5 separate regions of the Mus musculus genome follow, and all the other regions are linked to region 5. The links are chromatin contacts, called in public Hi-C and promoter capture Hi-C maps. All regions are on one chromosome and are shown on one strand. The core of a region is the stretch at or near the end of the contact, and the rest is flanking DNA. Distances in the headings are between cores, read along the strand shown. Region 1 overlaps Srbd1 (S1 RNA binding domain 1). Region 2 has its middle 6.4 kb from the start of Gm24240. Region 3 holds the start of Cox7a2l (cytochrome c oxidase subunit 7A2 like). Region 4 holds the start of 2010106C02Rik (RIKEN cDNA 2010106C02 gene). Region 5 holds the start of 1110020A21Rik (RIKEN cDNA 1110020A21 gene).

Evidence for each region. Promoter capture Hi-C pulls out the DNA fragments that hold promoters and counts their contacts. Hi-C and Micro-C count contacts between places; a contact is called where the count stands out from the background.
Region 1: a promoter capture Hi-C map of the 3T3-L1 cell line shows a contact between it and region 5, with 5 times the contacts expected there. The contact joins the enhancer-like site here to the promoter of 1110020A21Rik in region 5. A contact is called at or near these places in 8 of 39 promoter capture datasets (the 3T3-L1 cell line, 3T3-L1-derived adipocytes, the HPC-7 cell line and 4 more) and 2 of 115 datasets of contacts at active chromatin or transcription factors (the 230-238 cell line and large pre-B cells).
Region 2: a Hi-C map of B cells shows a contact between it and region 5, with 6 read pairs. The contact joins the enhancer-like site here to the promoter of 1110020A21Rik in region 5. A contact is called at or near these places in 2 of 484 Hi-C or Micro-C datasets (B cells and CD8 T cells) and 1 of 9 other capture datasets (liver).
Region 3: a contact with region 5 is called in a promoter capture Hi-C map of neutrophils, with 5 times the contacts expected there. The contact joins the promoter of Cox7a2l here to the promoter of 1110020A21Rik in region 5. A contact is called at or near these places in 2 of 39 promoter capture datasets (neutrophils and pre-B cells).
Region 4: a promoter capture Hi-C map of pre-B cells shows a contact between it and region 5, with 2.9 times the contacts expected there. The contact joins the promoter of 2010106C02Rik here to the promoter of 1110020A21Rik in region 5. A contact is called at or near these places in 2 of 39 promoter capture datasets (liver and pre-B cells) and 1 of 484 Hi-C or Micro-C datasets (muscle stem cells).

The regions. Positions count from the first base shown.
Region 1 is chr17:86,028,870-86,031,580 of GRCm38.p6, forward strand. All of the region lies in intron 16 of Srbd1 (S1 RNA binding domain 1), which reads right to left. Among named protein-coding and RNA genes, the nearest start is that of Gm30117, 100 kb to the left of the region's middle. Within about 2 kb of position 1,377, at least 7 of the 459 cell types and tissues checked have an H3K27ac peak or open chromatin away from gene starts, as enhancers often do.
Region 2 is chr17:83,275,028-83,277,727 of GRCm38.p6, forward strand. No RefSeq gene overlaps it. Among named protein-coding and RNA genes, the nearest start is that of Gm24240, 6.4 kb to the left of the region's middle. Within about 2 kb of position 1,369, at least 392 of the 459 cell types and tissues checked have an H3K27ac peak or open chromatin away from gene starts, as enhancers often do. A contact at or near this core is called in B cells, CD8 T cells and liver, where this site is marked.
Region 3 is chr17:83,513,039-83,515,738 of GRCm38.p6, forward strand. It overlaps Cox7a2l (cytochrome c oxidase subunit 7A2 like), which reads right to left and starts at 1,295. Exons shown (of 3, transcript NM_009187.3): 1 at 1,166-1,295. The coding sequence starts at 1,237.
Region 4 is chr17:86,285,762-86,288,461 of GRCm38.p6, forward strand. It overlaps 2010106C02Rik (RIKEN cDNA 2010106C02 gene), which reads right to left and starts at 1,417. Exons shown (of 3, transcript NR_045435.1): 1 at 1,140-1,417; 2 at 438-534. The region is part of intron 1 of Prkce (protein kinase C, epsilon); the gene reads left to right.
Region 5 is chr17:84,956,038-84,958,737 of GRCm38.p6, forward strand. It overlaps 1110020A21Rik (RIKEN cDNA 1110020A21 gene), which reads right to left and starts at 1,386. Exons shown (of 4, transcript NR_027929.1): 1 at 1,163-1,386. It overlaps Ppm1b (protein phosphatase 1B, magnesium dependent, beta isoform), which reads left to right and starts at 1,964. Exons shown (of 6, transcript NM_001159496.1): 1 at 1,964-2,357.

The sequences.
Region 1 (2,711 bases), core at 127-2,626, 1.1 Mb after region 5:
TAGAATTTAATTTTTAAAACATGGGTGTGTACAGTACAGTACAAAAAACATAAGGGACACATATATTCACATATAGGGTCTGCTACCATGCATGATCTAAAGAATCATGTAGGGTTTTCCAACCTATTCCTGTGGATAAAAGAGCTAAGAACTCATGTATTCTCAATGAACTTCAACCTTGAACCTAAACTATAAGAAAAAAAGATAAAAAGCACTAAAACACTATATCTCTGACCAGCAGTCTTAGAGATGGGCTGTGCAGCCCTTGCTCATATTCTTGTATGTATATAAGCTCTTTTTCTTAAAATGAACTAAGATTTCTGGAATTAGCTATTTCAATGAAATAAATTCAAGCTTCCAAAGGCAATCAGAAGCCAGGCAGTGAGGTATGTGCTTAAAGTCAACATGTAGAAGTCCATATAGAAGGGGTGTCTCACGTTTAAGGCTAGCATGGGCAATAATGCAAAATTTTATTTAAAACAACAATGAAACAAACTAAAAGATATCAGGACTGACAGTGATAACCTTTCCTAGTACTGTCTTGATAGGAAAACCAAACCACCCCCAAAAAATATTTAAGATAAGCAGCACCCAAGTAGCTGGGAGGGAAACACATTTTTACTTACATTTTCCAAAGAATAGCAGAGGAAAGCACAACAGTCACATTTTCATATTAAACTCATGAGAATGTTGCTACATAGGATCAAAGGTAAAAAACAGTGAGGCACTTAAACAGGGAGAACACCTTAGGAGCTAACAGCCTTATGGGCCTGCAGTTATATAAAATAAGACACTTAATTTAAAAGTACACTGTACATGTACTTGGCTACCTAGTACGCTGTCCTTGAAATTGTCCACTGGTTGAATGAGCAGATGAATAATATTAACTATATTTGCACAGAATAATATATCAAACAGATCTGTATAGCCATATGTAACATACTTTTCCATAAGGAATGGCTTTCCAAAAATTTTAGATCCTCTATACTGGAAAAAAAAAAACCTGCACTATTTTTAAATTTTTTGTGCTGTATAACATTAGTTGCAAATTAAGAAGCTCTTCTTAATTATTATTCCATTTAAAAATGAAGGTCTGTCTTGGTCCATTAGATATTTAAGAGGGGAAGAAGATGACTCTATAAGCCAATTAAAGCAACTGCAGAACAGAAGGCTGTTGGCATGACTATCCATCACGTTCATTTTGAACACATAAGAGGCATCAGTCTTGGAGGGAAGTAAAAGGCAAAGTGCCCTATCGTGGCCGAGTGCACTATTAAAGTCAGATGCAGGGGTCTATTTAGTTTGGACAGGTCCCAGCCACAGAACAAAGTCAGTCTGTCTTGGTACCATAACTGAATTCTACAAGTTAACAGCTTTTCATGAAAACCTGCCATTTCAAAATGTCAATCAAATCTGAGCATAAGTGGGAACTCCTGCAGAAATAACCAGCTGCAGGTTTGAAAAACATTTTTCACTGAAAGTGGAAACACAAAAGATGTTTGAATGGGATCTCTTTTCATTCCTGTAACAGTAGACGGCCATTTTCACAACATCAAGGACAGAAAGCAGAGGACAAAATTGCAAATAATGTCTTGAGAGGGTTATTTGCAGGGGTGATGACTGATTCAAGTTACAAATGACAGAATTATTGGCAAATGGGTTCTCATTAATATGGAATTGTTTGTTTCTCATTACGTGATCATAGTCTCAGACTGTGTTTTAAATTATACTTGAATGATTGTGCCACATAGGATGGATTGGAGGCTTAAGTTTTGACATTTATTTTCTACTTGTTTACAGAAATTGATAATGGTATCTCCTTGGACGTCTAGGAGGAAAACCTACAAACTGAGGCGTATGATCATAAAAACACACCATTTTCCTGCTCAGAAATATCAAAGACAATAAAAACATTAGAAAGCAATACTAAACCTGTCTTCAAGAAAGACCTTCTGTAGGGAAGCTTAGCTACAGCGAGACTGAAAGGTTCTGAATGGGCCACAGCTAGGTGCGAGAGCGGCCGACCATGCACGCTCAGAGGCATCAAAGAGTAAAAGAATGACCAGAAAACACCATTTAGGATATGAAAGGGAGCCTAGTGGTAGAGTCTATGTCTTGTTAGTTCAAGACCTTGGTTTGATCTATAGCACAGTGCACACACATACACAAACACACACACAAATACACACACACACACACACACACACACACATATGGAAGACAGGAGATGCAGGGAGGGAGGGAGGGAGGGAGAAAAGGAGGAAGGGAGATGCTGTCAGTACACAGTAGGAAGGGGAAGAGAAGCCAGAAAGATCCTTTTATTTTAAATAAATTGATACATTACAGATTTTCCCAAACAAAATCTCTTTGTATCATACTTCAATATTTTTTTCTCACTTGCTGGCAGCAATTAGGACAGCCAGTTCATAGAGCTGGTGACCCCTCCCAACGCCAACTGAATGGCCAGTCTGTGCAGCAGAGCAGGCATCAATGCTAATTTTCTTTTATAGACATGAAACAAGACTGGTAGTTAGAAAGCACTGCCCTCCTGTATACATCCTATTAGGTCCTATTAGAATTATGAGTCCTGGAGTTAACTGCTTTTATTTCTTTCCAAGACTTACAGAACCTTTTTGCACTGTATTTATATATTTAGTACACCTTATACTGGTGCCATTTAAAAACAAAAAGAAAATTAGAATCCCATCTCC
Region 2 (2,700 bases), core at 119-2,618, 1.7 Mb before region 5:
GACGGTAGGTCCCCAAAGGTATATGAGATTCACCAGGGCCCTGGCGTGGTGAAGCTAACATCTAACTAGGAAGATACACGGAAAAGCTTTTGTTCACAATCCAGTGTGAGAAAAGCCTTTGTTCACAATCCAGTGTGAAAGTCCGATCGTATATAGGCCATGGAAACGGACAAAGTGCAAGACCCAGGGGAGAATCCACAGACAATAGAAGACTATTGACCTGGCTGAACATTTTGTGTGTGATCTCCATTTTCATCGTGTGGGTCCTGGGGTTTGAACTCAGATCGTCAGGCCTGGCCTCAAGCACCTTTACCGGGTGGGCCATCTCAACAGGCCAAATGTATTATCAATCAAAGCAATCGTCTCAAGGGAAAGTAGAGAGACAGTCTAGATCCGTCCACCCCTGTTCCAAGCAATAGGGGCCAAACTCCTAGGAAAGGTTACGTGGGCCCCACTTAGGATCCGCCCTCTGTCTTCCCACCTCCTAATCCCTAACCTGATCAAACTGTTGGTTCTGTTCAGAAGAGAGGAGCCTTCTCACCTGACTCTTCAGCCGGGCGTGGTGGCGCACGCCTTTAATCTCAGCACTCCGGAGGCAGAGGCAGGCGGATTTCTGAGTTCAAGGCCAGCCTGGTGTACAAAGTTAGTTCCAGGACAGCGAGGGCTATACAGAGAAACCGTGTCTCAAAAAACAAAACAAACAAAAAACCAAAAAGAAGGGTCTCCATTTCCTTCTTGTGCCTATACAGTCAGAGAGGGTCCCACTCTAGGCCCTTACTAGAGTAAGGGTCCTCCTTTCTCCATCACCCCGTCCTTACCACCTGGCAGCAAGCAGTTCCTGAGGGGCTAGCCTCATTCCTGCCACCCCAAGTGGGAAATCCCTATCTCAAGGACGGTTTCGAAGCCTAGACAGAAATGTTCACATCACTGGCAACAGCTTTCCAAAGGCTAAAGCTGGCACCTCTAGGGGCCCACTGCCTGGAGCAGGCTCCGAGATCAGTGGGGTGGGTCACAGAGAGCACATCCGGTCTGGTACATCCTCTGCAGGGGTGGGGACCATTGTGCAGCTAGCTGGCCTTCCCAGGGGCGCTGTCGCATGTCCTCAGTCAGAGACCAACAAGCAGGAGGCCTGGCTGGCCTGGAGAGTCTGCAAGACCAGAACACGCGGTGCCTCTGAGCACCCACACGCTGGCGGGGAGTGGCTAGGGAGCTGAAGGTGGGGTTCGGGGAGGATTCCCCGGGCAGTGCGGGGGACGAGCCTGCGGACCGCTGGCGCGCGCCCCCGATCCTCCCCGCGGGAACGGGAGCGCGGCGCCGCGGGAGGAATCCCAGCTATTTCCTCTGCGCCCCGCGGTATGCGGCCGGCTCGCCTCCCTCCGAGTGAGCGAGCGCGGCCCCGGCACCAGCTGACTGCCAGCTGCCCTGGCCGCGCCGTGCAGCTCCGGATCCCGGCCAGCCGCCCCCTCGTCCCAGGCCACGAAACCGGCCTTTCCAGCAGCCTGAGACCTGTACCGCTGTGCCAGCCAGAACCTGTCCCCGGCCCGCGTGGAAAAGCCGGGCGGACATTAGCGCCCACGCGAGTGTCATGCGTCTGGGTCTGAAACTACAAGTTCCTTAACCTAGTTCCCAAACTGTTGTGCAACGGTGACCCCGGCCTACTCATCTGTGTTGCGACAAGGTTAAATGTGAAAAAGAAAGACAGAGACAGAGTGTCAAGTGTATTTTCGTTTCTCTAGGTCGTTGCTGCTGTTCTTTATTTTGCTTTCCAGTCATAAGATCCTGTGCTGGCCTCTTTCCAGCCCGGCTTGTCAGTGAAATAGTCAGAGCGGGCTTTACTCGGAGACCTGTAGGTGGCTAACTCCTGCTGGGCCTGGTCTAGACTGGGTTCTCACTTTGCATCATCTATCTATCTATCTATCTATCTATCTATCTATCTATCTATCTATCACGGTTTGCCAAAGTTTCCCATGTTGGCCTCGAACTCGTAGGCAACCCTCCTGCTTCAGTTCCCCTAGTGCTGGAATGACAAGCTGTGAGCCACTATGCCCAGCCTGTGCTCTCGTTGTTTTGTTTTAGGGGTGGGGGGTTGATTGTTTGTTTGTTTTGTAGCTTTAAAAAGTCTGATAATGGAGTCCTCCTTGCTTTTAACCATTGTGCTCCGAACCACAATCACTGCTTGGAAGGCAGAGAGGTCAGTTATTTATATATGTTCAAATGATGTCATTGCTGTCTGAGAGCAACCAGGGAGGTAGTTGGTGGTTAGGGGAAATTGAAGGTGCGCACGGCCGATAACAGGTCTGCAAACGTGGAGTCCGGTAGTTGTGTGTCTGAAAAGAGGATTGTCACCGTGAACTCTCTGGGACCCTCTTTTCCTACTACAAAGAAAAATTCTTGCCAGTTTTGCCTTTAACTCTTCTGAGTAGCTGCCACCAGGGCGGGGAGGAAACTGAGACAGATCCTTGGCCACCCACACCTGCCTCACCACGCCCACAGCCGCGGCTGCTGGGACACGGGAGCTGGAAAGCCCCGGTTTCACCAGGCCTAACCACCAAGCCCTTTGCACAAAGGAGCTGCAGTCTGGCGTTTCCCCTGCCCGCCCTCAGTTTAGACTTCTTAGCTTCCATCCCAGCTTGCATCCATGGCCAAGCGCCAGCCACTTAAATCGATAATGTGCCCCCCACCCCCCAGAACAGTCCCTAC
Region 3 (2,700 bases), core at 45-2,544, 1.4 Mb before region 5:
CATGTCTGTTAAGCACCACATTCATAAAACCTCAGCAGCTACCAGACACAACACAGCACTAGACACTGAACACCTAAACACTCTTGAGACTTTTCCTCCTCAACCTCCCATACGACCCTTCTTGGCCTCCTCTCTCCTGAAAGCACATCTACTCTTGTAATGAAATCATACTTAAACACTGTCCCTTAAGATGGAGTGTCCCATAGGGGTAGAAAAGAGGCAGTAATGACAATCTCTTTTACAGCCCATACAGGTCACTTACTATTCAAGGTTTTTCAGCTTCGTGTCCCACCAAGGCTTCTCGAACTATGCTGAGCAGTGATTCAGTTCAGGAGAATATATAGCATTTATCCAGCACCAACCATCTGCCAGAAAATCTGCTCACTCGACACATCACATTTAACCCAAGTTAATGCTGCCCCGAATTAGAAGGGGCAGTCAAGGTCACTAGATTAAGGCTGCTAAATTCAGTACTAACCCAGTATTAAGTGGAACTCTAAAATACCACATTTTCACAACACTGAGATTGGAGATGGGAACGCCATTGATAGGATCTAACTGGAACCTGGATAATGTCAGATTGCCCAGTAGTCAACGGTCACCGTCTGCCACTTTAAAACTAGCAAAAGCATAAACCTCGTTGGGTGTCACTTCCGATGCTTTCCCCAGTATGTATGTATGTATGTATGTATACACATATATATATTCCCATGCCTTATGAGCGAGCTTCTCAAATCCGCCCTCCCAGTCTTCCATTTGGTAGCTGGGTAAAGCTGCTTTCTGGGCTGTGACAGGGCCAGTAACAAGAGGAAGTCACAAAGGCCACCTCAACCAGAGAGAGCAGAAACCCAAACACAGTTATGTCACCTTCTGCAATCCTTCACAGATTCTACGGGAAATCCACCTTAAACAAGCAACCACCCCAGGGGTCACCTTGACCCCCGCAAGGTATCAGACCTGAGTTCAGTGCCATGCAAACCTCGCCTAGGGTGCAGCACACACCCAGAAACCTCGGCGACCGCTCCAAGCCTGCGTGGTTAAGGACACCAGGGGACACCAGCAAGCCGGACCGGTCGGCCGGCAGAAACCCTTCACGGCTCGAACCTCGCAACTGCCTGCCTCGGGCTGCTGTTCTCCGGCCCAAGGCGACGCGGCAAAAGTGTACCTGCGGGGTGTAGGCTTCCGAAGCCCAAGCTCCAGCCAACTTCTGCGTGAAACTGCTAAACTTGTAGTACATGTTGGCGGAGGCCCGCTTCGCACCGCCGCTGCCTGTGCGACCGCCCTAGAAAAGGACCCGGCTTCCCCTTAGGCCCGCCCAAAGCTCAGCGCAAGGACCTTAATCCAAAATGCGGACTGTCTAGAGAACGCCTGACTTAAAACATAGCCTCCTACGCAACGTCGGGGGGAAAAAACCGCGCTTTCTCAAGACCTAGAAACGAAAACAAACTCTAAAAGACATGGAAAGAGGCTGTGTTCAGGCTTCCCGAAAACTCAGGCTTCTCTGTACCACTCACTTGGATGTGGGCAGTGCCAAGGCGCCTTGACAGGTGCGCAAGCGTCCTGTGGACAAAGAGGGCGGCTGAGAGCGACACAGTCGGTCAGAGCGAGTTCTGGGCGGGGCCTAGAGCGGGGGCGGGCCCAGGACGTGGGTGGGGTCTCGTCAGGCCCAGGTCCCGCCCCATTTCAGGGTTATTAGTATCTGTTGAGGGGTCTTAATGTACCAAGGGTTGTTAGGAATTTCACCTCAGTTATGACAAGAACAGCTCTTTGGAGCCGTGAGTGCATCGCCTGTAAGCAAAATCCTGTCTCAATGCCGGGAAAAGTGACAGGAAAGGAAAGAGAGTGGGAGAGAAGGAGATAGGAGAGAGAAGAGGAAAGGGGAGAAAAGAGAAGAGAGATCAAGGAGGGAGATGGTGAGAGGAAGAAAGGAAAGAAGGGGTAGAGGGGAAGAGGAAAAAGAGGTGAGGGAGAGAGAGGAAAGAGGGAAGAAAAGAGGGAAGGAGGAGAGAAAAGAAAGAGGAAGGGGAGAGAGGGAAGAAAGGAAAGAGAGGGAAGGGAGAAAAGAGGGAAGAAGAGGGAAGGAAAGAGGGGAGAAGGAAAGAGAGAGAGGGGAGAAGAAGAGGGAAGAATCTATAGGCTTTGTGTAGACGTAAACTTAAAGCACCTGTGTGTGCATCTTGCGCTTTTGAGAGTGAGATTTTGTCAGCATTCATTTGGTTGCTCATCTCTTCCTAGGCCCTGTTCTTTGAGATAAACGTATGCAGGGGAGGTGACTGGGAACACTTGTGAAATCTCTACCTTCTGCTTGAATGATGCGCAGTTACAGCTTCCTGGTTATGGTTATACTCTGCCGCACCATGCAGTGTGACTTAAGCTTCCACTCTGAGTCGAATACTGCATAAACAGAGTGTGCCGGCTTCCTAACCTCCAGGAACAAGTTTTTAGTCCTATCATTTAACCAGAGGTTTTTGCACACACATTATAGATTTATGCATACTATATTTTAAATGTAAGTTGGTAATGAATAGCTGATGATGCCAAGCTTAACATAGTATTTTCTCTAAATGCATTGAACCCCCACAACCCGAGAATTGGTACTATGACCATCTCTATTTTACAGCACAGAAGAACGGAGCGACTTGCTGAGGACAGCAATTAGTGGCAGAGTCAGGCACCAGGCTCAAGAGTACAGATAAATAG
Region 4 (2,700 bases), core at 167-2,666, 1.3 Mb after region 5:
GAGATCCCGTCCTTGTTTGCTCCTCTTGGTCAGGCAAGTGATTTGGGGTGAAGATAGCGACCGAGGCAGCAAGATTCGCTGCTCCTTGTGCTTGAGGAGCTTAGAGTTCATCACTGAGGGAAGCCAAGGTGAGAACTGAGGCAGCCACTGAAGCAGAGGCTGTGGAGGAATACTGGATATTGGCTTACAACCCCTTTCTTATACAGGTCAGGCCTACCTGCCTAGGGATGACGCTAACCATCCCCCTATGATGCCATAGGAATGAGGCTGGGCCCTCCTGCATTAATCATCAAGAAGATGTCTCACAGATATCCTTATAGGCTAATCTGATGGAGGCAATTCCTCTATTGAGATTCCCTCTTCCTAGCTATGTCTAGGTTTATGTCAAATTGGCAAAAACCAACTATTGCATCCCCAATCTCTCTCTCTCTTTTCACCTGTGAGATCAGATCACTTAGAAGATGAATCCACTGCTTGGGGCTTCTTGATACAGTCATCCTGGAGAAGAGGGCTTTGGCCTTGGGCACGGTGATGCTTCAGAAAGACAGGGAGAAGAAGATTTAGATGCTCCTTCTCCTGCGCCCCACTGCAGCCTGCCTCGGGTGGCTCTGCAGATTGAGCACTCTTTTTACCTTTTTAAACCGTGCTCAAATGTCACAGCTGTCTGTCATCACCCATCTCCCTCTTCTGATGCTGTTCATCTAGGGGCTGTCTACACTGCCTTAGAGAAAGGAGCCCTCTTAGAAAGACTTGAGGCTAGAAGAAGAAGAATCTTGTCGCCTGGACAGTCCAGGGGACAGGGTCCTTGGTTGGGTTGTATGGCAGGGAATGCCCTTGCCTTGGTTGGAGTTTTAAATGGCTTCTGTGCTTCATAGACTCATGAGGATGAATTGGACTTGGTCTGGTCATGAGGGTGGCCTTAGGATGCCTTTGAGCGTCTAGCCTTCGACTTTGGAGGCGTTTCTTAAGCACGTCAAGTTATGAACACAAGACAGTGCAGAATCCCATGGGACAAGGGGAAGGGACTACGTAGGCAAGCTTGGCATGGTCTCAGTGATTGCATTCCTGGCTCTTCTGTTTTCCAATCTCCTCCTCTCTTTCCTATCTCATGGCAAATCACCCTTCTCCCTTCCACTCACCTGACTGTCTCTGATCTGGGGTGAGCAGAATGTCAGAAGGCAGGCATGACCCTGTGTGTGACCTTACAGAACAGGCAGTACGAAAGGTGGCAGCCAGCCAGGGCTGTTTTCGAGTCACAGGCCCAGGGAGACGGTCAGGCCTTGGCTTCTGGAACCATCTGAACTCCATCTCTGCTTCCCGATCAATGAATCCAGCCAGGAGTCCTGGTCACCCTGACTCTGCCTCCCTCCCAGAGGGGTCCACCCATGTTGCATGGGGCCAGCACACCCTTTCCCATGGGCTTCAGGGCCCTAGCTCAGCTCCGCCCATTCCTGAGGCTGTCTCCAAGTCCAGGGGAAGCACGGTGACACAGCCCCAGCAGGGTGTGGTAAAGGAAGTTGTTTTTCCTAATGGTAAACAGGATAGTAAAGCAGCAATAGGAATGGGGACACTTCACGCTTTTCCACAAGTGGGACCCTCTGAAGTCTGGATGGTCTGGTGGCACTGAGTCCCAGGAGCTCAGCACTGAAGGAAAAAGGAAGGGGTTTTGAGATCCCCTTATGGGGCAGTCACGTTACTCACTCTTACTTCATATGGTGGTCCTTTGATTCTCATAGTCTGGGTCGTAGCCCCTAGGTACTCATGAGGAACAAAGGCTTATGGACTTTAATTAAGTCGTTCATGGTCATGGGGTATATATATCTTGCTAATGAGGTTACCCTGTGGGTGTGTGTATGTCTGCACATCTGCCTCTGTCTCTTTGTTTCTCCTTGTCTCTGTGTCTGTCTGTCTCTGTCTCTGTCTATGTCTCTGTCTGTCTATGTCTCTGTCTTTCTATGTCTCTGTTTGTCTGTCTCTCTCTTTTCTCTCTCTCTCTCTCTCTCTCTCTCTCTCTCTCTCTCTCTCTCTCTCTCTCTCTGTGTGTGTGTGTGTGTGTATGTGTCCCTGAATGGAACAGATGTGTAGACATAAATTCCATGCAGATGTTCATATCAATGCTAACAGTATTTGAAGCTAATGAAATTCCCCTACCAGCGAGAATTTATTCACGCTTCCCTGAGTGTGTGGGAGCATGCTATGCTTGTTTCTTTGTTTAGTTTTGTTTTTGAGACAGGGCCTCATTGTAGCACAGGCTGACTTGATGAGAGTATGGAGCTAGAGCTGGCCCAAACCGCAGGTCTTCCCGCCTCCCTTCCTAAGTGCTGGGGTTACAGATGTGTGCCTGTGCTTGCCTTCTGCAACATTTGAAAGTGAAGTGACTTCCTCAGACATTTCTGTGTGATTGTCATCACCACATCTCCTCGGAGGATGGAAAGGGGGGACTGAAGTGCTTCCAGATTGGGACGCAGAGCACCAAAGATGTGCACTCAGATTCTGAGCTCTCCTTCCCAGGCCACAGTCCAGTCTGTCACCTTCAGTGACAATGCAGTGGCCTCCTGACTGGTCTCTGCGTCTCCTTATGATCTCCTGCTGCCCCAGCAGGCATCATCTCAGGTGAGTCATTTATCTGCTTGGGATCCCGTGGTGTGTGTGCCTTCATTGAGGGAAACAAACAAAACCTTTACAATAGTAGGGCGGGGC
Region 5 (2,700 bases), core at 136-2,635:
GTGGGGGTGGGTGGGGGCAGCCCATTGTGTGCGATGCCATCCTGAGCTGGTGGTCCTGGATTCTATAAGTGGGCTGAGCGGGCCATGTGAACAAGCTAGTAACCTCTCCATCAACTCTTATCTGCAGGTTTGAGTTCTTGTTCGGCTTCCTTCAGTGATGGGCTACAGTGTAAGTCCAATAAACCCTTTTCTACTCAAGTTGCTTTTTGGTTGCCATGGTGTTTCATGGTCCCAATAGAAACCTTAAGACAGAGTTCTTAAACTTGAAGTTCCAGAGAAATCTGAATTGCAACCAAATGTTTATTTCCGCCAGTTTCACTTTGGAAATTGCTTCAGAAATATGTCCTTCTTTTCAAAGCTGAATTTGCACTCCCTTAGGTCGGTCTAAACCTAAGTTGTCCCAACTAACTTATACCTAAGTATGAATAAGATCGAAAACGTCTTTCAAAGACTTGAGCGAGTTTAAAAACTCTTCAGGTGAGCGCTTAAGTGCCCCATTACACTTTGATCTGGAAGAATTAACCTGGTTCACTTTCTAGCTCAATGTGGTTACTAGATGACCGTTTTCTCCCGGCCTTTGTGAAGCCTTCCGAGTAATCATACCCAGAGGGAGACTCCTTTATGTCATCATTACCCTTTGCAGACGTTCAATGATTACCTACCATTCCCAGTCTGGGACTGCCTGCCTTACTTTTGTATCTCCAGTTCTACCTACCACGCTTAGCAAAATGCAGGTGCTCTTTAAGAGAGGAATGACCTAGTGAATGTCAAGAGCCTAGACAGGAGTTTTAAAAATCAGACTCAGAAACAAAACACGGAACTGCCAAGGGCTGGAAGGCAGGAGGTCGAGGTAAATAAGAAGAACGAACAATCTGAACCATTGCAAAATCATCCCGAAGGGATCTCCTGTCCCATTTTCTCAAGTGGCTTTTCAGCCTTCTCAACTTCCCGCCCACTCTCCCCTGCTGGAGACAGGTCATGCAGGTATCCCAACAATGAGGCTCTGATTGGTCAGAGATGATTTCATTGTTAGGGAACATCCGGGCTCTTTCCCTCCCTGCATCACCTCCCCAGAGCCCTACGCGCCCAGTTTTGCACTCTCGCGTGCGCCCCACCCGTAGTTGAAGCAAAACAACGCCTCTCTCCAGGCCCTTTCTCGAACCTTTCTGAGCTCTTCCTTCACAGCTCTATGCCAAAGAGAGGCGGCCACTTCTTCCAATGAGGGTCTAGGGGCACTTCTCTGGCCAATCAGAAGCCGGCTCTCTCCACTCCGGGTGGGACCAATTTCCACCTATAACTGGACTGCCCGTTGGTTTCTTTATGGTGTTCGTTCTCCGCGAAGTGTAGAGGTCAGAACTGCAGGGTCCGCAGACTCGGGGCTTGGCCATCTACGAATACTAGCCAATCCCTTTTAGGATACTTTTGCGCGTTCATTTAAAAAAAGCCGAAGTGACGGACTTGGAAATTGGTTTCTTGACGGACAAGTAGAGGAAGCCAATAGTCGGAGGATCAGGCCGCCATTTGAACCAATCAGAAAAGGATATCGGTCTTCGAGTTGGGGCGTAATTTGACTGACGGAGGACTCTACCTATGGCTACTAGGGTGGGCAGGTCGGTGACGTCAGGAGTTAGGGCAAGGCGGAGGTGGGGCTGAATAAAGTAAATGGTAATGAAGGGTTGGGCCTCACTGGTGGGCGGTGTGTGATGGATAGTTGACCTTGCCAATTAAGGTGGGCACTGACGCCCAATGAGAAATTAAAGACTCAGAGGCGGGGCCGTGTGGGCGGGGAAAGAGAAGCACAGAAGATACTAGGGGCCAGGTTGGGCGGGAGAACGTAGATTGACAGGCTTCTCAGCAAACCGAGGGCAGCGGTGACACACGCGGCGTCCCAATGGGTGCCCTTGGGGGGCGGAGCCCGAGGAGGGGCGGGGAAAGACGGCGGTGCGGGGAGGGGAGGGGGGTTGCAGAAGGAGCGGAGCGGCCGCTGCTCAATGGCGGAAAAGCCGCTGGTGCTCTGACCGCCTGGTCCCCCCTGGCAGTTGCGGGGGAGTTTCCTGCCGGCGCGGCTGGAGTCTCTGTTTCTCCGTGTCCGGTGGCTGGAAGATGCTCCAGAGAGATCAGGCTGCGGCGGAGGAGGTGGCGGCGGCCGAGTCGGCAGCGGCTCTGGGTTGGAGAGAAGGCGGCGGCGGCGGTGTGAGGGGCCGGACGGTGTAAACAGCTCGGGCGGCGGCGGTGGCCGAGCCCCCGAGGGCGAAGCGGCGGCGGAGGCGGTGTCGCGTCTCGGGAGAAAGCCGGGGGCCGCGGGCGGCTGTGCGGCGGGCGAGCCCGCGAGACCTCCCTTTCTACCTTCGCCCCAGGTAAGGCCGCTTTGCGCCCAGCCGAGTGGGGGAACGGCCGTCCGTCCGTCCAGCCTGCTCTCGGAGCACCGGGCTAGGCCCAGGGCCTGGGCTGCCGCCGCCGCCTCCGCTTGCGCGCGAGGCTTCGCGGGGCGCGGCGCGGCGAGGGAGTAGTTTGCCGGGGCGCGTGGAAGTCCGCTGCTTCCCCTCGCGCCGCGGCGTGCAGGCAGCGCCCATGGGCGCGCGGGCCACCCCAAGGCCGCGGCTCACCCAGTCCTGCCCGCCGCTCCGGAAAACACCTTTCGGTGTGGCTCTCTCTCCCGGTCGCTTTCTGCCCTCCCCTGCGCTCCGCTCTCCTTTCTTG